Linked DNA regions of Mus musculus: regions 2, 3, 4, 5, 6 and 7 are each linked to region 1. A link is a contact called in public Hi-C and HiChIP or PLAC-seq data. All regions are on one chromosome and are shown on one strand. Each heading gives the region's core, a stretch centred on a gene start, on an enhancer-like site or on the middle of the called end of the contact. The rest is flanking DNA. Distances are from core to core; before and after follow the strand shown.

The links. HiChIP or PLAC-seq counts read pairs in DNA pulled down with a chosen protein or histone mark. Hi-C and Micro-C count contacts between places; a contact is called where the count stands out from the background.
Region 2: a Hi-C map of Sertoli cells shows a contact between it and region 1, with 2.5 times the contacts expected there. The contact joins the enhancer-like site here to the promoter of AI839979 in region 1. A contact is called at or near these places in 2 of 15 datasets of contacts at CTCF or cohesin (the NIH/3T3 cell line and large pre-B cells), 4 of 484 Hi-C or Micro-C datasets (Sertoli cells, brown adipocytes, forebrain and 1 more), 9 of 115 datasets of contacts at active chromatin or transcription factors (the NIH/3T3 cell line, cardiomyocytes, embryonic basal ganglia and 6 more) and 1 of 9 other capture datasets (embryonic stem cells).
Region 3: a contact with region 1 is called in an H3K27ac HiChIP or PLAC-seq map of the NIH/3T3 cell line, with 5 times the contacts expected there. The contact joins the enhancer-like site here to the promoter of AI839979 in region 1. A contact is called at or near these places in 1 of 39 promoter capture datasets (the SN4741 cell line), 1 of 15 datasets of contacts at CTCF or cohesin (the NIH/3T3 cell line), 8 of 484 Hi-C or Micro-C datasets (the HPC-5 cell line, bone marrow-derived macrophages, cortical neurons and 4 more), 6 of 115 datasets of contacts at active chromatin or transcription factors (CD8 T cells, the NIH/3T3 cell line, cardiomyocytes and 3 more) and 2 of 9 other capture datasets (adipose tissue and embryonic stem cells).
Region 4: a contact with region 1 is called in a Hi-C map of cortical neurons, with 3 times the contacts expected there. The contact joins the enhancer-like site here to the promoter of AI839979 in region 1. A contact is called at or near these places in 1 of 39 promoter capture datasets (the SN4741 cell line), 7 of 484 Hi-C or Micro-C datasets (cerebral cortex, cortical neurons, embryonic fibroblasts and 3 more) and 3 of 115 datasets of contacts at active chromatin or transcription factors (the NIH/3T3 cell line, bone marrow-derived macrophages and vascular smooth muscle cells).
Region 5: an H3K27ac HiChIP or PLAC-seq map of heart atrium shows a contact between it and region 1, with 8 times the contacts expected there. The contact joins the enhancer-like site here to the promoter of AI839979 in region 1. A contact is called at or near these places in 8 of 39 promoter capture datasets (the 3T3-L1 cell line, the C10 cell line, cranial neural crest and 4 more), 2 of 15 datasets of contacts at CTCF or cohesin (the NIH/3T3 cell line and large pre-B cells), 4 of 484 Hi-C or Micro-C datasets (the HL-1 cell line, bone marrow-derived macrophages, embryonic fibroblasts and 1 more) and 11 of 115 datasets of contacts at active chromatin or transcription factors (acute myeloid leukemia, bone marrow-derived dendritic cells, cardiomyocytes and 4 more).
Region 6: a CTCF HiChIP or PLAC-seq map of the NIH/3T3 cell line shows a contact between it and region 1, with 8 read pairs. The contact joins the enhancer-like site here to the promoter of AI839979 in region 1. A contact is called at or near these places in 1 of 15 datasets of contacts at CTCF or cohesin (the NIH/3T3 cell line), 6 of 484 Hi-C or Micro-C datasets (3T3-L1-derived adipocytes, cortical neurons, embryonic fibroblasts and 1 more) and 6 of 115 datasets of contacts at active chromatin or transcription factors (CD8 T cells, the NIH/3T3 cell line, VIP interneurons and 3 more).
Region 7: a Hi-C map of myocytes shows a contact between it and region 1, with 2.2 times the contacts expected there. The contact joins the enhancer-like site here to the promoter of AI839979 in region 1. A contact is called at or near these places in 2 of 15 datasets of contacts at CTCF or cohesin (the NIH/3T3 cell line and pro-B cells), 4 of 484 Hi-C or Micro-C datasets (bone marrow-derived macrophages, cortical neurons, muscle stem cells and 1 more), 4 of 115 datasets of contacts at active chromatin or transcription factors (the NIH/3T3 cell line, cardiomyocytes, fibro-adipogenic progenitors and 1 more) and 1 of 9 other capture datasets (embryonic stem cells).

The regions. Positions count from the first base shown.
Region 1 is chr5:31,569,828-31,572,972 of GRCm38.p6, forward strand. It overlaps AI839979 (expressed sequence AI839979), which reads right to left and starts at 1,570. Exons shown (of 3, transcript NR_102275.1): 1 at 1,357-1,570; 2 at 973-1,092; 3 at 1-603.
Region 2 is chr5:32,079,760-32,082,904 of GRCm38.p6, forward strand. The region is part of intron 11 of Babam2 (BRISC and BRCA1 A complex member 2); the gene reads left to right. Among named protein-coding and RNA genes, the nearest start is that of Gm40277, 9.1 kb to the right of the region's middle. Within about 2 kb of position 1,617, at least 38 of the 459 cell types and tissues checked have an H3K27ac peak or open chromatin away from gene starts, as enhancers often do. A contact at or near this core is called in Sertoli cells and brown adipocytes, where this site is marked.
Region 3 is chr5:32,054,355-32,057,499 of GRCm38.p6, forward strand. All of the region lies in intron 10 of Babam2 (BRISC and BRCA1 A complex member 2), which reads left to right. Among named protein-coding and RNA genes, the nearest start is that of Gm40277, 34 kb to the right of the region's middle. Within about 2 kb of position 1,492, at least 30 of the 459 cell types and tissues checked have an H3K27ac peak or open chromatin away from gene starts, as enhancers often do. A contact at or near this core is called in the NIH/3T3 cell line, the SN4741 cell line, embryonic fibroblasts and 1 more, where this site is marked.
Region 4 is chr5:32,034,459-32,037,603 of GRCm38.p6, forward strand. All of the region lies in intron 10 of Babam2 (BRISC and BRCA1 A complex member 2), which reads left to right. Among named protein-coding and RNA genes, the nearest start is that of Gm52770, 37 kb to the left of the region's middle. Within about 2 kb of position 1,478, at least 115 of the 459 cell types and tissues checked have an H3K27ac peak or open chromatin away from gene starts, as enhancers often do. A contact at or near this core is called in the NIH/3T3 cell line, the SN4741 cell line, cortical neurons and 4 more, where this site is marked.
Region 5 is chr5:32,016,281-32,019,425 of GRCm38.p6, forward strand. The region is part of intron 10 of Babam2 (BRISC and BRCA1 A complex member 2); the gene reads left to right. Among named protein-coding and RNA genes, the nearest start is that of Gm52770, 19 kb to the left of the region's middle. Within about 2 kb of position 1,646, at least 40 of the 459 cell types and tissues checked have an H3K27ac peak or open chromatin away from gene starts, as enhancers often do. A contact at or near this core is called in the HL-1 cell line, the NIH/3T3 cell line and heart atrium, where this site is marked.
Region 6 is chr5:31,982,918-31,986,062 of GRCm38.p6, forward strand. All of the region lies in intron 7 of Babam2 (BRISC and BRCA1 A complex member 2), which reads left to right. It overlaps Gm52770 (a long non-coding RNA gene), which reads right to left. Exons shown (of 3, transcript XR_003955739.1): 2 at 1-90. Among named protein-coding and RNA genes, the nearest start is that of Gm52770, 14 kb to the right of the region's middle. Within about 2 kb of position 1,529, at least 107 of the 459 cell types and tissues checked have an H3K27ac peak or open chromatin away from gene starts, as enhancers often do. A contact at or near this core is called in 3T3-L1-derived adipocytes, CD8 T cells, the NIH/3T3 cell line and 3 more, where this site is marked.
Region 7 is chr5:31,966,650-31,969,794 of GRCm38.p6, forward strand. The region is part of intron 7 of Babam2 (BRISC and BRCA1 A complex member 2); the gene reads left to right. Among named protein-coding and RNA genes, the nearest start is that of Gm52770, 31 kb to the right of the region's middle. Within about 2 kb of position 1,467, at least 67 of the 459 cell types and tissues checked have an H3K27ac peak or open chromatin away from gene starts, as enhancers often do. A contact at or near this core is called in muscle stem cells, myocytes and pancreatic cancer cells, where this site is marked.

The sequences.
Region 1 (3,145 bases), core at 320-2,819:
CTTCACACAGTCCCCCATCCCCTTTTCCTCTGAGAAGATGGAACCCTCCCTCTTCCCTCGGTTATCCCCCAACCTAGGTACATCAAGTCTTTGCAGGGCTAGGCACATCCTTTCCCACTGAGGCCAGACAAGGCAGCCTAGTTAAGGGAACAGGACCCACAGGCAGGCAACAGATTCAGGGACAGCCCTTGCTCCAGTTGTTGGGAGATCCACATGAAGACCAAGCTACATATCTGTTCCATATGTGCAAGGAGGCCTAGGTCCAGCCTGTGTATGCTCTTTGGTTGATGGTTCAGTTTCTGGGAGCCCCTAGTGGTCCAGGTTAGTTGACTTTGTTGGTCTTCTTGTAGAGTTCCTATTTCCTTCAGGGCCTGCAATCCTTCCCACAACTCTTCCACAAGAGTCCCCAAGCTCCATTTAATGTTTGACTGTGGGACTCAGCATCTGTTTCAGTCAGCTGCTGGGTAGCTGTCAGAGGAGTTATGCTAGGCTCCTGTCTACAAGCACAACAGGCTCCATATCCTCACTGCTAGGAGTCTCAGCTAAAGTCACCCCCATGGACTGGGATGGGTGAGACTCCCGGGAGCTTTACCATTTTGTCTGCTGTGAGAGAGAAGTCAGGAAAAACAAAAACAGAGCCTACTTAATTGAGTTCGGAACTTAAATCTGCCAGAACCCAATGCAGTGGGTGCCCTCACTGCCAGATGGCCAGCAGGTCCTTGGGAGTAAACCAGAAGACAGTTTTAAGAGGCTGTTGTTTCCCTAAGGACATAGCTTATAATCTGCCTGTGCTTGAAGTACTTGCACATACAGAGACTTCTTCTTTTTAAGCACATATTGATTAAATATAATGAGGCATACTGAGGTTGAGAGGAGAGATCAGGGAGGGAGGCGTCCATGCATACCCAGGGCTTTGAACAAGGGCTCCCCGACTCAAGGAAGTGCACAAACCCAAAATTACCAGGAACCTACCTGTGAGTTTGTTGTGGACAGTTTCTGGGATTCTGTGTAGCCTTTATCAGCATCTCTAAAGGGTCATTGTCCAAATATAGTTAAACAGACTTCGGACACGGAAGCGTTGGACTCCCATTCCTAGGCACAATGGCACAGTTTATAGCAGGTCCCTGTCAACCTCACTCCATCACCCCCTCAAATCCTTGCCTAGAAATCTATTCCAGCTAGCCTCCTTTTGCCCTACCAGGGGGAGGGGAAATCCGAAAGCTTATTTTTAGGCAGGCCCTGCCAAGACTCCCCGCAGTGGCTGGACTGCTGCTGGGCCTGAGGGGTGCCCGCGCCCCAGGAGGACAAGCAGTGTGCGGGAGGGGCCTGCGGGCACGAGCGGATGTCACAGCTTACCTCAGAGCCTGAATTAGAAGCCTGAAAAAAAAAATCACAGCAGGAAATAATGTGGTGCCCAAAATAGAAACATCAACCGGGAGAGAGGCCGGGAGTAGGTGGCGTTTGAGGCTCCTGCAGCGTCCTCCCCAGAGGCCTCCTGACAACCGGCAAGCGGGTTGGCATGAGATTGCAACCCAGCCCAAGAGGCCACAAAGGCACCGGCTGGATGTTTCAGCAAGGGAGAAGGAATGGGCAGTAAAGTGGAGAATCAGGACCGCCTCCTCTTCCCTCCCTCTCGACTTTCTCCTTCCTTCTCCAAAGTCTTACCGCCACCGCTGACCCCTTCCTCTTTTTCGGCATCATCCCTCAACCTTCTCCCCACACAATGACTTCTGCTTTTTTCCTCACTCTCTAGTGCCCCTTCTTCTCTGATACTGCCCCCACCCCGCTTCCTCCTTTCCCTCCCCACACCAAGCCCTTCATTTCTCCTGGGTGGTCTCTGCCCCAACCCGCCGCCCCCCAGCCTCCCGGTGCTTTTGGGTGCCTTCCTAGGTAACTAGTGGGAGCTCAGTCTAGCAGCAGCTAACTGAAGGTCAGCCTCCTGTGCCTGACTGCAGCCTGGCTGCACTGATCTCCCCTTCACCCCACACTCAGCACCCTCCACGCCTCTTTAGAGAAAAGGAGGCCCTGGAGTCTAAGGAAGATGGCAGGGTCAGGACTCCTTCCTCTGGGGCCTCTGGAGGGCTTGAGAGGAAGCAGAAACTTTGCAGGCAATCTTGGACTGTCTCTCCCTTCACAGCTGAGTTCCTGGTAGATTGCATGGTTTGCCAAATTTCCGTGTTTCTCATGCTGGCATGTGCCATTGGGCAAGGTATAAAGTCGGTGAGAACCAGACTTAAGGTCTCTCTGATGCTCCCCTTAACCTTCACCAACCCCGAGTGGGGAAACATCTGTGATCTCCTTTACAGTGGGAACTCAGATGCAGCAGGTGAGCTGGAGGATGGGGGACACTGGAGGATGGGGGACACTGGAGGATGGGGACACTGGAGGATGGGGGACACTGAGGATGTCTTTAATCTTAGCACTAGGTAGAGGCAGATGATCTCTAGGAGTTAAGAGTCCATCCTGGTCTACATGGTGAGTTCCAGGCTAGCCAAGGCTACATAGTGAGACCCTGTCTTTAAAAACAAAGGAAAGAAAAGTCGGAGTAGTAGGCATGCTGCATGTTTGTAAGAGTAGAAGGGCTGGGATCGAGGCACAGGGAGTGCAGCCCCTCTACTGACCTTGAACTTGGACCAAGTTCATTGACTTGGTATTTCCATACCCGGTTTTCTTCGTAACAAGATTTGTTTTTTATTATTTCTTTTCTGAATGTAAGCATGAGACATTCCATTACATATGTTGGGTAATTTCAATTATTAAAAATTCCCTAGGTGGGGCTGGAGAGATGGCTCAGCAGTTAAGAGCACTAACTGTTCTTCCAGAGATCCTGAGTTCAATTCCCAGCAACCACATATGTTCACAACCACCTTTAATGAGATCTGATGACCTCTTCTGATATGTTGGAAGCCAGCAACAGTGTGCTCATATACATTTTAAAAGGAAAGAAGAAAAAAAAAAGAAGAGAAAAGAGAAGAATCCCCAAAGCAAAGCATGGAGAAGCAGGTGGATCTCTGAATTGGAGCCTGGTCTACATGGTAAGTTCCAGGACAGCCAGGGCTACATAAAGAAACCCAGTCTCAAAAAACAAATAAAAATTTCTAGCTAAGTATCATGGTACATGCTTGCAATCCCAGTACTCTGCACC
Region 2 (3,145 bases), core at 367-2,866, 510 kb after region 1:
CAGTATGCCACCAGTATGCCACCAAGCAGACCAGGACTGAATTTCAGAGGATCTATCCTGTCCCCAGGACATTGGCTGCTTGTCCAGTGTAAAAGTAGCCATCTCACTGCTCCAGCTGACAGCTCTGTATGGGATGTTTGAGGAAGGAGGAGTCAGTCAAGAAGCCACAGGAAGAGGATGAACTAAGGACACAGACTCGCAGACCTGTCTCCCTGTACAAGGCATCCCTCGTCCACAGAGACTCACGATGTTTATGGCTGTTTACAAAAACTCTGAACCTCTCTGCCCAATGCTTAGACCCAGCTTGGTCCCCATGTTAACAGTTGGCAGCATTGATCATCTATTAGGTTGGTTATTATGTCAAGGGCTTACTTGGGCCATCTCATTTAAGAACCTTTTAAGGTAGCTATAGTTGTTCCCATATTATAGATGAAGAAGCCAAACTAATGTCACTTGCCCAAGGGATCCAGCTAATAAAGGCACATGAACAGGCCTGAAGCTGAGATCTCACTACTTCAGAGCCTACTCTACATGACCTGTCACCCACAGTCAGCGGCAGGCCAAGCTCTCAGCTGTGTAGAAGAGAGAGCTGCAGTCCAGAGAGGAGACTATCAGCCCTGGGTCCAGGGCAAGAGAAGGAGAGCTGCTAATAAGCACTGCGTCTCCTGCCCCGCGCCCTGCTGTACACAGAACTGACCTCATCACAGCCTGGGATCCCTTTGCTACAATTTGTTTTCTGGAGATTCTTGGACTGTGCTGGGATTTTGAAATCTCAAGCAATAGGACATCAATTAGACCTACCAAAGGGATGAGAGTATCAGAGCCTTATTCCACCCTGAAACATAATAGACTCTGAACTGTTCTGAAACTAAAACTTCTAGCATGAGTGGAGTGAGGGACTTGGCTGACTCCAGGCATCTGTCTCCTGCCACCACACCCACCCCTGGCCAGTTAATGCTAAGGCAAGGAGCCTTCCCTACCACATCACACACTTGGGAAGCTTTCTGGACACTTTGCCTTTGGTAACAGATGTAGATACCTAGTGCCGTTAGCATGCTGTGCCCTGGGCAGCTCCTCGTTTTCTCTGATAAAAACTAAATAATTGAAAGCAGGGCTCTAAAACCATCTATAAATGGGTGGGCGCCAGTTGTCATTTTCCCCCTCCTGTGCCTGCTTCCCCTCCCTTAACTGACTTAATGAGGAGCCAAGCTGAGAAGCGATCTCTGCAAACAGCTGGTAGCACCATGCCTTTAAATAGCCCTCGCCACACTTCCCTCGTGGAGGCACAGTTTGCCCTGGCAGGAAAAGCCCAGGAAACACAGGAAACTTTCTGCAAATTTTCCGCAAAGGAAGAGCCTGCCTGCCTATCAGTCATGCTCCCTGTTGCCAAGACCCTTTGTATAAGGGCCTTGCAGCCCCTTCCCCACAAGTGTTCCCAGGAAACACTGAACTAAGGGCTATAGCTCCAGACCCTATGAGACTCTGGTCCTGGGAGGGATGACAGGGGACCACTCGAACTATGGCTGCCAGGCTCAGGCTAATGCCTGGAGCCAATCCTTGCAGCCTTCACCGTCTATTTAACCAGGAATGTTGGGATCCTGCTGTATGTAACCTAGAAACAGCCAGAGTGACCCTGACTACAGTGACCTTGAAGTAAGGGCTACAGGCACTGACAGCAGCCTACCCACTCTGATCCTCAGATTAAGGGAGTCAGCTTTCCCCAGCTACACATCTAGACTGTTGGGAAAATAGAAGCCACTGGAATATGTGGCTTGCAGCCACAGTTGCCACACTCTGTCCTTTGTGAACCTCACCTTGGGGCTTCTCTTGGTTCGTCCAGCTGTGTTCCAGGTCAGGACACAGTCTCATCAGCTCTTTCTTATGTATGAAGAGTGTTTGGTCTGGTGCACCTGTGCACAAGTGCTTTAAAGTCAAGGTGACAGTGATGTAGGCACTGTGGGGCTGTGTCGGTCAGGAATGGATGAAAGATACTAAATCTATCTGTCTTTCTCTCTTTTCTCTGGCACAGTTTAAAATTTAATAACGGCTAGTTTCCTCTGTCACTACCTAAACACTACATTTACTGGTAGAGTATTATTCTCTCACCCACATACTTTAATAGTTAGAAATGCACAGGTTTAAACTAACCCTGCCAACAAGTGGCTACCATGAGCTATGTTCATTGAAGCCACTGTGGACTGCATGTTGAACCAGGGCTAAGCCAGTAAGCCCCATTTTACAGGGGCCATCAATGTGACCTGTCAGGGAGGATATGTGAATATTCAAATGTCCTGGAAGCACAGGGACTGACTATGGGCAGACGAGAATCCTCTGATGGCTTAGCAGTGTGGAAAGCATTCCATCTAACCTAAATGGAAGTGAAGGTGAGAATGGTGCTGCTAGAAAGAGGATGTAGTCACGTGCTGGAGGAGAGGCAGAAACACAGGCTTGGGGCTCATACACTAACTATGGGTGGGCTTAGAGGAGTCTGTAGCATAAGATGTATGTACTAGGAATGGAAGCTCTGCTTGCACTTTTTCTGAGAGTGTCCTTTGTTTACTTCTCAAAGGAATGCATACCTCAAAAATATTAAAGAATATATTTGTTTAAAAAACAAAACAAACAAAGTGAGTGGAAGGCAGATAGTGAGAACCATCCTGGGAGTCAGGAAGAGCGTTGGAGGAACACTAAGATCCTGGTCAGGTCTTGGAGACAGAGACAGTCAACAGAAAGGCATGGCTGGCTTGTGTCCTCAGGGAAGCAGGCTTCTGCGAGGATTTTGTTGAAGGGTAGCAAAATTAGAACAGGAATGTCACCAAGAACAAAGAAGAGGAGACTCTTGGCGGTGGATTACCAGCAAGGATCTAGGGAGACTTGGAAGCTAAAGGCTCTGTTAGAGAAGTGCACATTGGCCAGAGTGTCTTCTAGGTCAGAATGTTCTGCAGGTGGTTGGGACTGTGGGACTGGAATTCTGGGAGGGGAAAGAGGGTGGGAACCGGACTGGAGAGTACTGAAAGTGATGCAAGCCTTCAGACAACCATGAACTTGACCGTGTTCTGCATGAGTAGAGTGGAGAGCAGGGAGAGACAAGCTCCAAGAAAAGTTGTATCTGGGAGAGAGAGGGGCAGTAGAGCTAACAGTAGAG
Region 3 (3,145 bases), core at 242-2,741, 480 kb after region 1:
TACCATATAGACAACTTTTATCTCTGAAATCCTTTGACAATTCCTGTTCTTCCAGTAATCCAGTTGTGATACAGGAAGTGTTTTGATTTGAACATTGGCTATAAGGACATGCTGTTCTCTGGAGACAAAAAAGGATCATGTAATGAATGCTTTGGGGGATTATGATATACATCAGTATAGAGCTTGCTGATATTTAAGTAAAAACAAAAATCATGTCTTACTTGAGTGGGTAAATAGATATTTCTGGTTTTTAATGTTTCTAATACTAATTGGCATTTGAGTCAAAGAAAATAGTTCAAAACTAGGAAATAATATATTTCTAAACATATCAAATACTAATACCAGCAACTCACTTCTGCAAAACAAAATCGTGGGAAAAAAGATTAGAAGGCATTCCAGCCAGATGCAGGAGTGTATACCTATGTCCCAGATACTCTGGAGTCAGAGGCCAAAGGATCTCATGAGCCCAGGAGTTTGGCACCAGCCAGAGCACTAAACCAAGACCTGTATAAAAGTTTCTTTTTTCAGGGGACTGGGAGAATGGCTCAGTCCATAAAGTACTAGCAAGAAGCCCTGAGTTCGATCCCTATTAAAAGCTCTGCGTTGTGACCTGTGCTTGTGATCCCAGCTGAAAGGGCCGATGCACGGGATGCTCAGGCGTAGGCCAGCTGGCCTCGTCCAACTGTGAGCTTCAGGCCACTGGAGAGATCCTTTCTCAAAAAGGTGGATGCCATTCCTTAGAATGACATCTTCCTTTGACCACCACAAGCACAAGCACTGACACATGTACTTACATCCACATATACTCACACACACTTACACACTCACACACTCACGCACACACACTCACGCACTCACGCACACACACTTCTTTTTTTTTTTTTTTTTTTTTTTAGAAAAATGTAGTCTAAAGTCCCCAAAGCCAGTAGCTTGAAAGCCACATAGCCTGTAGTCATAGCTACATTACTTTTGATAGTGAGTGATGGCTGTTTATAAATGATTGCATTGAATTCTTTTATTTAAAATTACTCTTTTTTCATAGGTAAACTAGCATGTTAAATACTTTTCTATTATTAATGATCGGTTTGGAGGTTAATCTGAATGTTGTTTCCTATTTGGAAACTCGGGTGTTACTCAGCAGTTGCAATTGAAGTTGAGGAAAAGTGTACAATGAACAGGCATTTGTTCCTAAAAACTTATCAGAGGGAATTAAATGAGCATCAGAAAGGACGTAACAGGGTTAGAAATCAGTGTTTGTTCCGAGTAGCCAAGGATGTTACAGACCAAGCCTGCTATAGGGAAGGACCTACAAGGATTTTCTAAATTGAGGTATTTGTCATTTGGATTGGTGTTTTCATACTTTTGTTGTTCTGTGTTATACAATCTCTGTTTCATAAAAATAGCCATGTATGGAGGCTATCATACTGTGGCACTGAGAAATGTGACTAAAAAGTGGTCATTCTCAGTCCTGCCCCTTTTTGTTGGTAGTGGTGTGAGTCACCAGTAGAAACCCCCTGTGCCACTGAGTCAGACATCGTCAGAGTCGGGTACACTCAGAAGTCTGAGAGGCTCTACCAACAACACAGGTTTTTGCTGGTTGGTTGGTTGGTTTTGGTTTTGGGGGGGCAGTGAGTTATTGTTGGGAGATTTCTTTAAAAAAACAAAAACAAAAACCATGAAGCTAACTTTTCCTTTGAGAAGTCACATCTAGGGAAAGCGCTAGGATCAGCAGTATGCACCGAAGGAGGGAGGGAGGGAGGGGGAGAGGAGGGGAGAGGAGGGGAGAGAAGGGGAGAGGAGGGGAGGGGTAGGACTGCACTCCACAGCATCCTTACATGTTGCTTTAATATGTATCTGTTTGTGCAGCTAACATTTCCATCCTTGTTCATGCTTTACAGTGGAGGCTCTGGCTTACTGACTGAGTTGTAATTGCAACACAATTTTAAGCAGGTTATTGGAGAGTATTCTGCAGTGTCACACAGTAGGAGCCAAAGATTCCAATCCTGGCTTTAGATTTTGTCCCCTGCTGCTGCCCAGTCTATGAGAAAGTTGACAAAGTCCACGAACTTTCTAGTTTACTCAGCTGTTAAACACACAGTTTCAAAATAATGTCCCTTTCTTGAAGTTTTAATTAACAAAGCATCTAAAATGAACTCTGCAAAGCTAGAAAATCTATACACATCATTACTGCATTTGTTAATGTGCCTATTCTCTGTCCTGGAAATGGGTAACATTTACACAAACTTTGTCTACCTCAGAGAATGTTGAAACAGTTTCTGGGGATGCTTTGCCTCCACTAAAACTAACAAGAGATTTTATTTTAAAAACTTGACTTAACCCCCAAATGAAATGCTAAAGCAACACTACATATTAGCAGGGGGCTTGGGCTCAGCTCTGATGGGCAGCAGCAGAGTCTCTGTTCAGATTTGCCCCTGTTGCGGCCCACTAAGGAGCTCCCTCTGATTTACAAGATATAAATATATGTGGTAACATATGTGGGAAAAAAAGGAAAGTGCTGAGTATGGAGATTTCACGACTTGATTGGAAGCAGAATGATAATTTTATTTTTCTGGAAGTCTAGTTGGTGCATCCTATCAAAGCCCTCTTTGTCCCTTTTCCAAGTTTGTTCTTGAAAACCATCTTTCATCCTGCTCCCCCATCAGATTGTAGGTGAGGAAGACACAGTCCCGCCCTTGAAAAGCGTATGGCATAATGGAAACTTAACACAGTTACATGGCTAGCTCTGCAATGGCAATGGGCAAGGCCAGGGCCCAGGAGGTCGGACAGTGTGGGACGCCATTCTGGTTATGCCTAAGATTCTGCATGTGTCACGGCTTCTGTGGTCCCTCATGCCATTGCTTTGATCCAAACCTCAATCGGTGCTTGTGGCTCCAATTGTCATGTACCCAGCATTCTGAGTTAGCCAAAAACATGTCTTAAGATGTGTTTATTGCTGAGCAGTGGTGTCAAATGTCTCTAATCCCTGCACTTGGGAATGAAGCAGAGTCAGGTGGATCTCTGTGAGTTTGAGGCCAGCTTGGTCTACAGAATGAGTTTCAGGACATCCAGGACTATACAGAGAAGCCCTGCCTTGGGAGAAACAAAAAGGATGTATTTATGAACTCTAACCATCTTTTCCCCTTTT
Region 4 (3,145 bases), core at 228-2,727, 460 kb after region 1:
CCAACAGGAAGCAGTACTAGGCCCAACATGATGGCAGGGGGCAGCCCCTCAAAAGGATGAGGAACAGGATTCAGGTGATCCAGCTGACCTATTTAATATAAATCAAGGAGTCAGGAAGGACTGGAGTGACTCAGCCTCTGCCTGGCTGGAGCCGTCAATGGGCTTTGTAGCCTATTTCCTGGGGACGTTTTCAGCTAAATCAATGATTTCATCATTCTATCCCTAAGCACCCTCAGCAGCTAGTTGCGACTGTTCACGTGACTGTCTGGGTGAGGCCAAGAGGTCTGACCTCTGACAGGAGAAGCTGGGACAGTGGTGGCAAGTGTTAGGCTTGGTGGTAGTAGGAAGTTTGTTCCTTTCCAGTCTCCCCAAGTAAGCCAGAGTGTGAGTGAGTGGCACTTTGGTATCTGAGCAGCTTTGCCTCACTCGTGAAGAGAGGAGCTCCATGGAGACAGCCGCTTCCTGCCCCTGGTTGAATTCATTGTACAGGCTGGGGTAGGAAGACAGCGAGTTGGCAATGGAAGTCTCACCAGGCAATCTGAAGACCAGAGGTCAGGCCTGAGCGTCAGAAAGTAGCCAAGTGGACAGGTAGAGTGCCAAGGCTTAGTGTATGTCTCTAGGATCCAAAGATGAACATTTAATGCATACAAACTTATTGGCGCAGCTATGCCTTTTATCAAAAAAGTCATACATTTACAGTCCAGAATTGTTAAGAAAATAGAATTATCAAGAGATGTCTTTCCATAGTCAATATGTTCTCCTTACTAAGAGAAACGTCTTTAGCCTAAAATATTAAAATTCTAGCTCTCATATGCTGGTAGGAATAGCTTTACTTATTTGACTGACTGACTGATTGATTGATTAGCAGGATTTCTAGTCCAGGGTGGCCTCAAACTCATTAGGTAGCCTAGGACGACCTTGGACTTTTGATCTTACAACCACACCCAAGTTTATGCAGTGCTGGGCATGGAACCCTGGGTCTTATAAATGCTAGGCAAACCTTCTGAAAAACTGAAAAACATCTCAAGCCCAGGGATAGCTTCCAGTGAATTCCTTCCCCACAAGCTCTATTTACAATCCTGAACATCTCAAGCATTGGGTACATTATGTTTTTTTTTTTTTCCTAAAAAAAAAAAAATGTTCCCTGAAACCTTCTTCCCTTCTCCTTTCCCCAGTTCACCAAATTCTTATCTGAAGCTTGAGGGAGAAGAAAATGGGGGCTAATATGACAACAAGATTTGTACCTTCACAAGTAAATATCACAACTGAGCTGGGTAACTACTTGTGGAAGCTTGTTAGGTCACAGTGACTCACTTGCGTAGATGAGGTTATTTTTAGAGCTGTAATTTGTACTGTTTAGAAAAGAAGAAAGAGATGGTAAAAGGCTAGATAGCTCATTATAGTTTACAGAGCTCATGAACCCAGCATCCATGCAAAAGATGACTAAGCAAGGGGTCGGGTGGTACTTTCTCTCAGAATTTCACAGACGTGAGTCATCCACTTCAGCCTGCAGACACAGCATCAGGTACCTGTGACTCAGCTCCCATTTAGACAGAGCACTAGAATTCAATTCTGATACGCTTTTGTAGCTAAGTAGTGAGGAAATTACATAGCAAAGCAAAATAGGCCTTTGTACCAGGCAGCCATCCAATGTTTAAGCAAGGACTGATTGATCTTCGTCTCTGGTCTTTCAAAGAATCTGTTTATGATCCATGCTAGGTGATGTCTTTTCATTCTGCTGCGTCACACTGCAGTGCATCTCACCACACTGGCTCTTCTGACCCAAGTATTCAGTCTCACAGCTTCTCCACTCCCATGTCCAGCCAGCACGTCCTAAAACCAGGAGTGTGTGTGTGTGTATGTGTGTGTGTGTGTGTGTGTGTGTGTGTGTGTGTGTGTGTGTAAATCTTTAGCCTACAATATTAGCATATTAGTTCTCATGAGCTGCAAAAAAACAAAACAAAACAAAACTTCCAAAGGCTTTCCATTCCACGTTTACCTATGGTCAGAGTTATAAGAATATAATAATATTTTCTTCAAGTGTTTTTCTTTCTTTTTAAAAAATAAGTTCCCTTGTGCCCCAGGCTGCCTTTAAACTTACTCTATAACCAAACTTGAAGTCCTGATCCTTTTGTCTTTCCCTCTGAGTTCTGGTATGATCAGCACATGCCACTACCCCTGGCTTTAAAATGTTTTTTTCATGCTTAAAAAATTATACAACTACTCATGCACATAAGATTTCTCTGTAGATGAGCAGCCTGGTCAGTGCAAGTGTACATTCATCCAACAGGCTTTCTCTCTCTTCTCAGATGCTGAGCTCTGCTAGCCCAATTGTCATCAAGGCATAGCCTCACACACTTAGCTCCTGTTGTCACTTAATTACACAGTTTATTTAGAGTTAAGTCCTTAGAGTGTAACCTGTCTGTTTATATGTACAGAAAGTGGTCCCTTTCAGTTTGCAGACCTATTATTGGATTGTTTATAGCCAACAATAAATGTAACTATACTTATCAATGAAACATCAACAATGATTGCAAAAAGTAAGTACTTCAGAAAGAGACAGGATGTTTTCTCCCCTTTGCCTGCCTGTCCCAAGCCACTTGCAGCCATTTCTGACACTTGGCAGCTGCCTCTTTTACCATCTGTCGTCTTTGCTCCAAACCTGCTGTGTCAGTAGTACTGTTACCAGGAACAGCAGAACATGCACAGGCTAATGTCCTATTGTCACGGAAAGCCCTATGTATATTTAAGTCAACTCAGCAAACATTGAAATGTATGCTGTGAACCTAACCCTGGAGTAGGCCTGGAGGTGCAGAAGAGGTGAGGTGCACACATTTGTCCAGGGGTGGGAGAGTCAGACATGTAAATGTACAGATGCACATGTAGACTGCTGGAACACAGGAGTGCCAAACCTCTGGAGATCTTAGAGAACGGCTCTGCCTGAACTTGCCCTTACATGTAGATGAGATTTATAGGTAAGGGGGCAAGGACGCTCCAAAGAGAACAGCAGAGTGTACTCAGGAACTGATTAGTATACCCTCATGGTGGAGATAATTCATAAAGTTGACTTTTGGGATGCGTGAGTAAAGAATGGCAGATGACAGAAGAGAAATCTGAACCGTGTACGTCACTTGTTCAAAATATG
Region 5 (3,145 bases), core at 396-2,895, 450 kb after region 1:
TCTGAGAGACTGTCCTGGGGTTTTTAATATGCAATCCCTCATGTGCAGTGCTGCTGAGTGCTCTGTGTGCTAACCACCGAGGGAGTGTGTGGGAAATGGGAGGGTCTGTTGAAATCTTTTTTCTGTTTTTAATTGGCATGTTATTATCTCATTTTTCAGTTTTTGAGCTCCCCTCCCCTTGTCCTGGGAATCAAACACAGAGCCTCCAGCATGTTGGGCAAATGCTATACCATGGGGCCTTATCCCTATCTATGACTTAAGAATTCTTTATAAACTTGGCTGGGATCCATTTGTCAGTAACGTGTTCTATAAACTTTAACAGAGCCATTTGTTATTTGTTTGTTTGTTTAACTGCATCTTTCCAAAAACTACATTTACAATTTTTATGAGGTCTCTTTTTATCACTTCTTAATTTTATAGAACATTTTTTTGCATCCTGCTTAATTAAGTCACCTAATCCAATTCAAATTTTCCTAAATTAAATTAATTTTTTTGAGATGGTATCACTGGAAGTCCAGACTTCTCCTCGACAAGCTTTGAGCAGCAGTAGCAGCATGGTAGGCAGAGAGCCCACCCTAATTAAGTTGTTTCCTTGTAGAAAGTTCATAGTTTTAATTCATGAATACAGGTCTGTATTCTGCCTCAACTTTATGTATGGTGTGAAGTGAGGGACATGATTTGTATATATTTTTTTTTAATTTTCATTCTAGAAACATTGATCAAAAAGACCCAATTTCCCCCACTGAATTGCTTTAGTATCTTTGTAAAAATATTAGTGGACCATGTGAGTTTCAGGTCAGCCTGGGCTACATAGTGAGTTCCAGATTAGCATATTCTAAATACCATGAGCTTTCAGAGAAGGCAGTTATTTTTGCTTTTATGTTGAGCTTTAGTTGATTCCTTAGGATTTTTAGATACATGATCATATTATCAAGAAATGGAGAGCTGGGAATATCAGTCAGAGTGTCTGCCTACTATGAATGAGGGCCCGAGTTCAAATCCAGCACTGAGATAGATGGAGAGACGCTGTCTTACTTCTTCCTTGCTCTATGCCTCCTTTTCTTCCTCCTTCCTTGCCTTCCCCCACCCCTCCCTTTCTTCCTTCTTCCCTGTGGCCTCCAGGTAGACCTGCGAAGGTGTCTACTCATTGCACAGTCATTTGACCTTCTTGTGCTTCAGGCATTTTTAAGCCATGGGGATGCCAGGATGCTTGGGATCTTCTCTGAAATGGCTCACATTCTTGGGGCAAATGAACATATAAACCATACAGACATGATAGTGCATACCTGTAATGCCCACACTTGGGAGGCTCAGGGGCTAGGATCACAAGTGTACAATGAGACTCAGTCTCAAAAGCCAAACAAACACAACTTAACAATGAAACATTCTTTAAAGTATAATGCTAGGTATCCACCAGCTATCATGGGAACACGGGGTAGGACACCCAACTTACTAAAGCAGGAGGGCTGGAAGAGCACTTTAGGCAGACAGATTAGCACAAGCAAAGATCCTGAGAGAAGAAATGGTCAAGTGTTTGTGAAGAACTGCAAATGACTCCAATTTCTCAAGTGTCTGGTGGATCCCGGGGAGTGGTGAGAGATTCCATTGGAAAGGTCACCAGAGGCCAGAACACAGACAGTTCTGCATACCAGGCTGATAATGCTTGACCTTATCCCAAGGATAGGAAGAAAGAGGGCTGGGTAGGAAAGCAAGCAGAGTATGTTTGCTTTTTACAGTTACATTCCTCTGGTATTGTAGAAGACGGTTTGGAATGGAATGGCACACACATGGGAAGATAGTCCTGGCAAACAATAATTGAATCTAACCAGAGCTGTCTTTACTAGAGGGTGAAAGGGGAGAGACTAGTTAAAGAAATCTTTTAATAGTAAAGCTTTTTTTTTTTTTTCATTTTTTGAGACAGGGTTTCTCTGTGTAGCCCTGGCTGTCCTGGAACTCACTCTGTAGACCAGGCTGGCCTCGAACTCAGAAATCCACCTGCCTCTGCCTCCCAAGTCTTGGCTGTGTGTACAAAAGTATAAAGATGTTTCTGGGCTGGGAAAATGACTCAGCTGATAAAGTGAGGGTTGTGCAAACACAAAGACCTTAGTTTGGATCTCTAGCACCTATATAAAAGGCTGAGTGTGGTCAAATATGTCAGTGACCCTAGTGGGGCTGGGGGAGGGGTGAACCAGGCCGATCCCCTGAAGCTCAGGGCCAACCAGTTTAGCCAGTTGGTGAGCTCTAGGTTCAGCAAGAGATCTTGTCTCAAAAGATGACTGGGATGATTGAGGAAGGCATTTGACGATGATGCTATCTGGCCTCCACACACATGTGGAGGTCAACACACAAAGAATGGAGGTTTCCAGGATTCTTCTGTAGGCATCTGAACAGCAGAAGCCACCAGTTAAAGCAAGGTTTTATTCAGAGGAATAAACTGGAGATGCTGAGGCCAGTACTTAGGAGCCTGTAGGCAACCAGATGAATGCATGGGCCAACAGTGCATGGAACTCACATGGAACAGTGTCCATTCCAAGCCAGAAACCCCTGGTCTTCCCCAGTCCAGATGGCTCTGGACTATTTGCCCTGATATACAGGTTTCTCTGTCCTCTGGCTTCATATCAATGAGAACTGGTTTGGAACTCACAAAGCAGTGTTGCATGCTTTTTCTCACAAAGAGGTGATCTGAATTCTTGACATGCTCTAACTTAGGATGTACTAAAAGAGCTTTTAGAAGAGACTTCTAGACTAAGAATGACCTTTGGTTAAAAATTTGCCTTTGTCCTCTGATGGAAGGGAAGTAATGGGGATGTCAAAACACAGTTCATGTCACATGTGACAAATACAGCTTGATTTCACCTCCATGAGTTGTCAAATTCATAGACATAGAAAATCAGACAGGTTGCTAGGATCTGGGCCATCAGGAAGCTTTGTTTATAATAGGGGTTAAAGTGATGAAAAACGTTCTGGAGATGAATGGTGATTATGGTTGTGCTCCTATGTAAGCGCACTCCATGCCACTAGCGAAGATCTGAATCTCAGTATACTTTACCATAACTTCAAAAAGTTGAAAAGATTAAAAAACTCAGCTTGAAATTTAAGTAGCCTTTCTTCAGTACCAGCCAATGCTTTCTCACCCATTTCCATT
Region 6 (3,145 bases), core at 279-2,778, 410 kb after region 1:
CTGGATCTGCAGCAGAACTAGCTACAGATTTGTCTCCTTCGGCTCCAAGAGAATCTCTGGAAGGCGTTTGTATTACCTGGGTGTGCTAATCTGGGACAGAAGGAAGTAGAGGCTCACTGCCTGGTACTACAGACAGCTTATACACATTCTACAGATGATGTTCAAGAAAGGCTAATTCCAACATTAGCCAAAACTGCATGCACGCCAAACCAAAACAACAGCAAAAATACCGACATTCATTTTATGAACTGCTTAATTGCCCATGTTAGTCACAAAGATCAAATCACTGCACGTGCTCCGCCTCTAAGTGCTGTTTTCCATGCTGATGAGCACGAGCCAGCTGTCATTAAACATCAGCCCTAGCACAGTATCCTAAAGATATCAAATGTGACTTCTCAACGTCCCAGTTGGGATTGTGGCATCTTACGTTAGTGCCCGGATGCTTTACTTGTTGGGCACATGTTTTTAGTTAGCTGGCAAAACGTCAGTTGATACAGGCCCATCTGTGTTAACTACAGATTCTCACATGTTGTAAGGGTCCCAGAGCCAGACCTGCACTGCTGCTAGCAACATAGATGGAGCCATTTTGGGTTAGCTTGGTTTCCTAACAGAGCCTAAAGAACCCAGAAACTTGTTCATACTCGCTAGGTAAGTATCTTCCCACTGATCTGGGTCCCCAGCAGTGTCTAAAATGTTTGCAAGCAAATTGCTTCTTTGGTTTATTGGATTTAAGACTTTCACTTCTAATGCATGATGTTTCTCTCGGGACAGGTTAGAAGAAAGTGGGAATCTAGCTTAGTGGTAGACTGTCTACTTAGTACAAGTGATAGTTTGTTAAATAAAAACATGAACCAATGAGTTTAGGCACTGGCATCAATAAGTAAGTAAAAAAAGAACCATGCCTAAGGATGTCAGGACACTGCATGGGCCTCTGTGGATAGCCCAGAGCTCCAGAAACTTAGGAGATTTGACTGGAATGTCATAGGGAAACAAACAGTCCCATGCTAAGTACAAGTTAACAGGAAGACCAACATTTTGTTGCTTCATTTTCCTATAAAGTTCTGGGTTGCTGAGTAAAGCAGAATTCCAATGCTTTGACACACCACCACATTGTTAAGATAGGCAGGATTTGATTATGGGAGAACAAGCCCCCAAAATGGTCATTACACACACACACACACACACACCCTAAGGTCTCCCTTGCTTCCTTCTCAAGGCAATGTGTGGTTGCAATTCCTCCATTTGATGTGGTTCATCCCTCGGTGCCAAACAGGGTAATGTGGGAAAATGATGACACAGCAAAAAATGAGGGTGGCAGTGACCTGCTTAGTAACAAGAGAAATAAAACAGATCTTAGAAATTGAGGCCAAAAATACCTGCTTCTCCACACAATAAGGAGAAAGAAACACAGAGTTTTTCTGTCATAGGAAACGACTAGGCTCTGCCAGCAGCTGGCACCTTATAGACCAAGCAAGGGCAAGCCAGGAAAGCCACAGGCTGGTTGGGGTAGGTGAAAAGGCAGCTGCCTGAGAAAGGGTGTGGGTTCTGTAGATCAAGGGTGTGGAGCGCCAGGGAAGAGAGAAGGGAAGCCAAGGCTGCCTTCCGGCCTAGGCACGGAACATGCTTGCAACATTTTATCATTTCAACACCATGCAGGAGGTGAGGCCTAAAAAAGCGTCACAGTTTAAAAGAAGCAAAAGATGTCCACGCAGGAGTGGGTTCTATTTATTTACAACTTTACGGCTGGACAGCTTTTCTACTGTGTGGTTTGTGACTACCCAAAGTGAAATTTTTTGAGTTTCAAAATTATCTCTTTTTGCACTGAGAAAAGAGCATATATGATTCATCTTAATATTGCCGAGGATCAGTCAGCAGCTAACAGCTAGTATTTTGGGTGGGAGGCAGGCTTCTGTAGGCAGCTTTTTCACCTAACATAGATGTAAAAAACACCAGAATATGCCTCAAGCTTCGTTCGGAATCATATAAATAGCTCGCTCTTGCACAGTTACAATCTAATGCGATCGTAAGAACTCCCACGGTTCATGAAGTGCCTGATGTGCCCCTCACCCAATGCCTAAAGAAGTCGATAGAGGAATGACACTAACTACCCCAGTGGGGTACCAAAGACACCTGACAAAGGGGCCTGCTTTTGTTTCTGCTAACATCCTCATCTTAGGCTTTTGCCTGTGTTTCCTCCTGGATGTTTCTGTTTTGGTTTTTTTTTTTTTTTTTCCAGCCTCTGTAAAACCCTCAAGTCATTCTGAGTCAAGAGACAAGCTATAGGCACTGGGCAGATCCAGCCAGTGGCTGGTAACGTGTGGCCCACCAGCTCTGAATAATCTTTGCATTTTTCTGGTTAGAAAAGCATTTAAAGAATGATGTTTCATAACTTGTAAAAACTGTATGGAATTCAATTTTCTGTAGTCATAAAGTTGCGTTGGTGCATGGCCATGCACATTCATTTACACATCTTCTAAAGCAGCAAGAGCAATATTTATTAACTGACTGTACCAAAAATGTTTACTAACCCCAACACCCTTAAAAATCTTCCTTTCCATAGTAACTATTTGAGGAAAAGAATACAGACATTTATAGACTTTGAATGTTTATTTGGGAAGTTCAACATTGTCATTTGACACAGGTAGAGTGTCCTCTATCTGAAATGTTTGGGACTAGAGTGTTTCAGGTTTGTTTTTCAAATTTTAGAATATTTCCATATGCATAAAGGTCTATATTTGAGATAGGATGCAAGTCTAACAGGAAATTTATTTATATTTCATATGTACCATATACACAGAGCCTGAAATTAATCTCATATAATAGTTTTAATGTACCTATGGGTTTGTGTCTGTGTGATGTGTTTGTGTGTGTATGTGCGTGTGTGCTTACATATACACTTATGTGTATGTATGATTTATGCATGATAAGAGACCAGGAGAGAAAGTCTGCCTTAATCTCTTGAAACAGGGTCTCTGACTCTACCTGGATCTAGACTGGTGGCCAGCAAGCTTCCATGGTTCTCCTGTCTCTTTCCCCTGCAGCACTTGGGCCACAGGCATGTATGGCCATACCTAGTCTTTATACGAGAGCTGGAGATTTGAACTAGGGTTTTCATACTTGCCCAGCAAGCTCTTGTAACCCCTGA
Region 7 (3,145 bases), core at 217-2,716, 400 kb after region 1:
AGCCCATCAATATTCCACCTGCTGCTCACTCTGCTTCCTGCCTAGCCATGTGCCCTTTGGAATATCTTTCAGTCTAGATGAAGGGGCATCTTTTGGACATATTGCTTTCAGAGGTTCCATTAGTTTCTAATGCACACACGAGGCAATGCTGGCTTTTTAATTCCACGCTTACCTAACTCAAGCCCTGTGTAAGACTACCATTGTTCTTTATCCTTTCATTGCTGTTTGACTCCACTCTTGCAACACTCCTTGACTCTGTGTACAGCTGTCACCACAGCCACCCCCACGACTACTACAGAGAGGGAGAGAACAGCAGGTGACGTTCCTTGAGTGTTTGTGTGTGCCAAGCCCTGGCTTCAGTGCCTTACACGTGGATCTTGTTTTCAGCTCCACATTGTTCCTGGGAAGTGGGTGCTGTGACCTCTCACTGAGTGGCAGAAGAGATTGAAGCACCTTTCAGACTCTAGATCTGAGGACTTGACCCTATATCAGTCTCTTCCATGAACACTTACAGATGAGATGGCTCAGAAAACAAAACTGACTCACTATTATAGGCCCAGTAAAACATGAACAACAGAAATGCTTAGTGTGCTTGAACAAGAGCTCTCTTTAGTGTCACACCATGCTGTGACAGCTACTCAGTAAGTTTGGTACTTGGAGATCCTTGAAAAGAAAACTAAAGTACAAGGATGTGTATAAAAGATAGAGATTTTTGTGAAATTTCTAGTTATCTCCAAGGGATTTTAAGTCTGGTGGCATAGGCTGTGAACCAGGTCAAACTGCTGCATTGTTCTTTATTTAGCACGAATTTCTTACCTACTGCTGACGACTGGTAATGTCTCTGATTCAGGATGTTGTTTGCTGCTGGGTTTGGTTTTGTTAAGTTTTCTCTCTTCACAAATGGAAGGAAATGTGTTTTCCCTGAATATATCGTCATTTCATGTAGAGCCTGAGAGAAGAGGCAGTGTGTGTAGGCATATCCACATGGGATTTGACAAACCTGCCCAGATGGGCAGGGGCCCAAGATTGCCCAGTGGAGCCAGGGTTGAGTAGCAACCTGTAACCCAGCACACACAGCCCTACCTTCCCAATGACCTGATTGCAGGCTGCATGCCTCTTTCTCCTGGTGAACTCTTGGTGCCTTTCCTCCGAGCACCTGGAGGCGGGCAGGTGCTTCTGGCTCTAGCTCTGCCTTTACTGGTCCTGGCTCCACTAGCCCAGAGTGTACAGAGTAGCCAAATTAGGTCCCAGGAGCCTTTAAAAATATCGTGTTTTGATATACTTGGCCAGCTCAGTTATCCACAACTGTCTACTCCTGCAGTTCAGAGATCCATTAGTGGCTAAAGTCTGGTAAGGTGGGTGTTTGTCTCCATAGCAGGAAGTCAACAGTCAGTGTTGCTCCCGTCGCCTGATCATTCCTTTCAGGTGGGGTGGGGCCTGGTGATGATTGCCATGTTTACCTCTGAGGTAATGTTTTCTGTAGTCACAGTGTTGGGTGGAGAAGGGCCTGATTACCAGTAGTAATCTGCTAGGGTTGCTGGCCTGCAAGCTGCAGGTGGGAACCCTGCCAGTACCAGAGACTTTGGACTTCTGCATGATGTTTAGAAGGCGCAGCCCAGGGACAAAGAGCCAGCCTGGACATTGCAATCATTTTCAAGTTTCTAGTCACTGAATTAGAAGCATTACCCACTGAGAGACGACCAGGGTAGCAGACATGAGGCAAGTGCTGGGGCTGTACTGCTGTCACGTGGTTTATTCATTCATCCCATGTGTCCTCACCGAGCAGCTGTCATACATTTGGTCAGCCACATAGCACTCCTGACTCCCCACAGCTCTCCTGAACATGCATTCAGAGGCATTTGGCCTGCTGTTAGAGTGTCTTGACACTGGGAAGCAGTGGTTTCAGAATCAAGTTACACCTTGCAGACTGAAATCATTTTACCTGCAGTGGAGAGTATAAGAGGGAGTCTGTTTCCCTACTATTTTTTAGATAAAATTATTTAGTAAAATAATCTCAAAATATACATCCATATGTGTGCATGTATAGTGTGTGTGTGTGTGTGTGTGTGTGTGTGTGTGTGTAGACAGACAGAGCTTAGATTACAGAGGTCTTAAAGCTGAGGCCACAGATACTTGGGGGTAATCAGACCCTCACTGTAGTATCTAAAAGACAAACTCCATAAATGTGGCACCCCTGGGCTCACAGGCACTGTGGTTTTCTGTAAGTCCATCCAGCTCTTCAGTATTTAACTTGTTGAACAAGAAAAGTGTGCAAGGCTTCCTGGGCAGGGGTGACCTCTCTGGGCCGTCTCAGTACTCTTGCACCTTCTACTAATTAGATGTATAATATCTATTATGTGCCAGAATAGAGTCCAATCTTGTAGTGAACTGCAAAGAGAACATGTTTCTATCCTTGAGCTGTTCATCGTCTAGGGAGAGAGAATACTATAATATAATAAATGGCAGCAGTTGGAAGTGTTGCTTGACCTAGGAACCCAGCACACTCAAGGACCAGGAAGAACTCTGGTAACTTTCTGGTGTACTAGGGATGGGAGTTCCCACCAAGGTGTGATGGTGGCTGAGCTGAGCAGTTAAAAAAGACCTTAGAAATTACCTTTCTAATGGTATGTTACAGTAATATTCATTGTCAAACTACATTTTATCTAGTGATAATCTTTACTTTGGCTTTTTTTAATTTTATTTTTATTTTTTTAATCCTTTTTTACAGTGCAGACTTCATCCCCCTCTCTGTCTGCCCCTCCCTGTCCCATAACCCACCCTCATCTCCATGAGGATGTCCCTACACCCACACCTCACCAGGCCTCCCCACTCCAGGGGCCTCAAGTCTCTTGAGGGTTAGGTGCATCTTCTTTGATTGAGTCCAGATCCAGCAGTGCTCTGCTGTATATGTGCCGGGGCCTCATATCAGCTGGTGTATGCAGCCTGGTTGGTGGCTCAGTGTCTGAGAGATCTCGGGAGTCCAAATCAATTAAGACTGCTTGTCTTCCCATGGGGTCACCCTCCTCCTCAGCTTCTTCCAACTTTTCCCCAATTCAACCACAGGGGACAGCTTCTGTCCATTAGTTGGATGCTAGTATCTGCATCTGACTCTTTCAGCTGCTGTTGGGCCTTTCAGAGGGTGGCC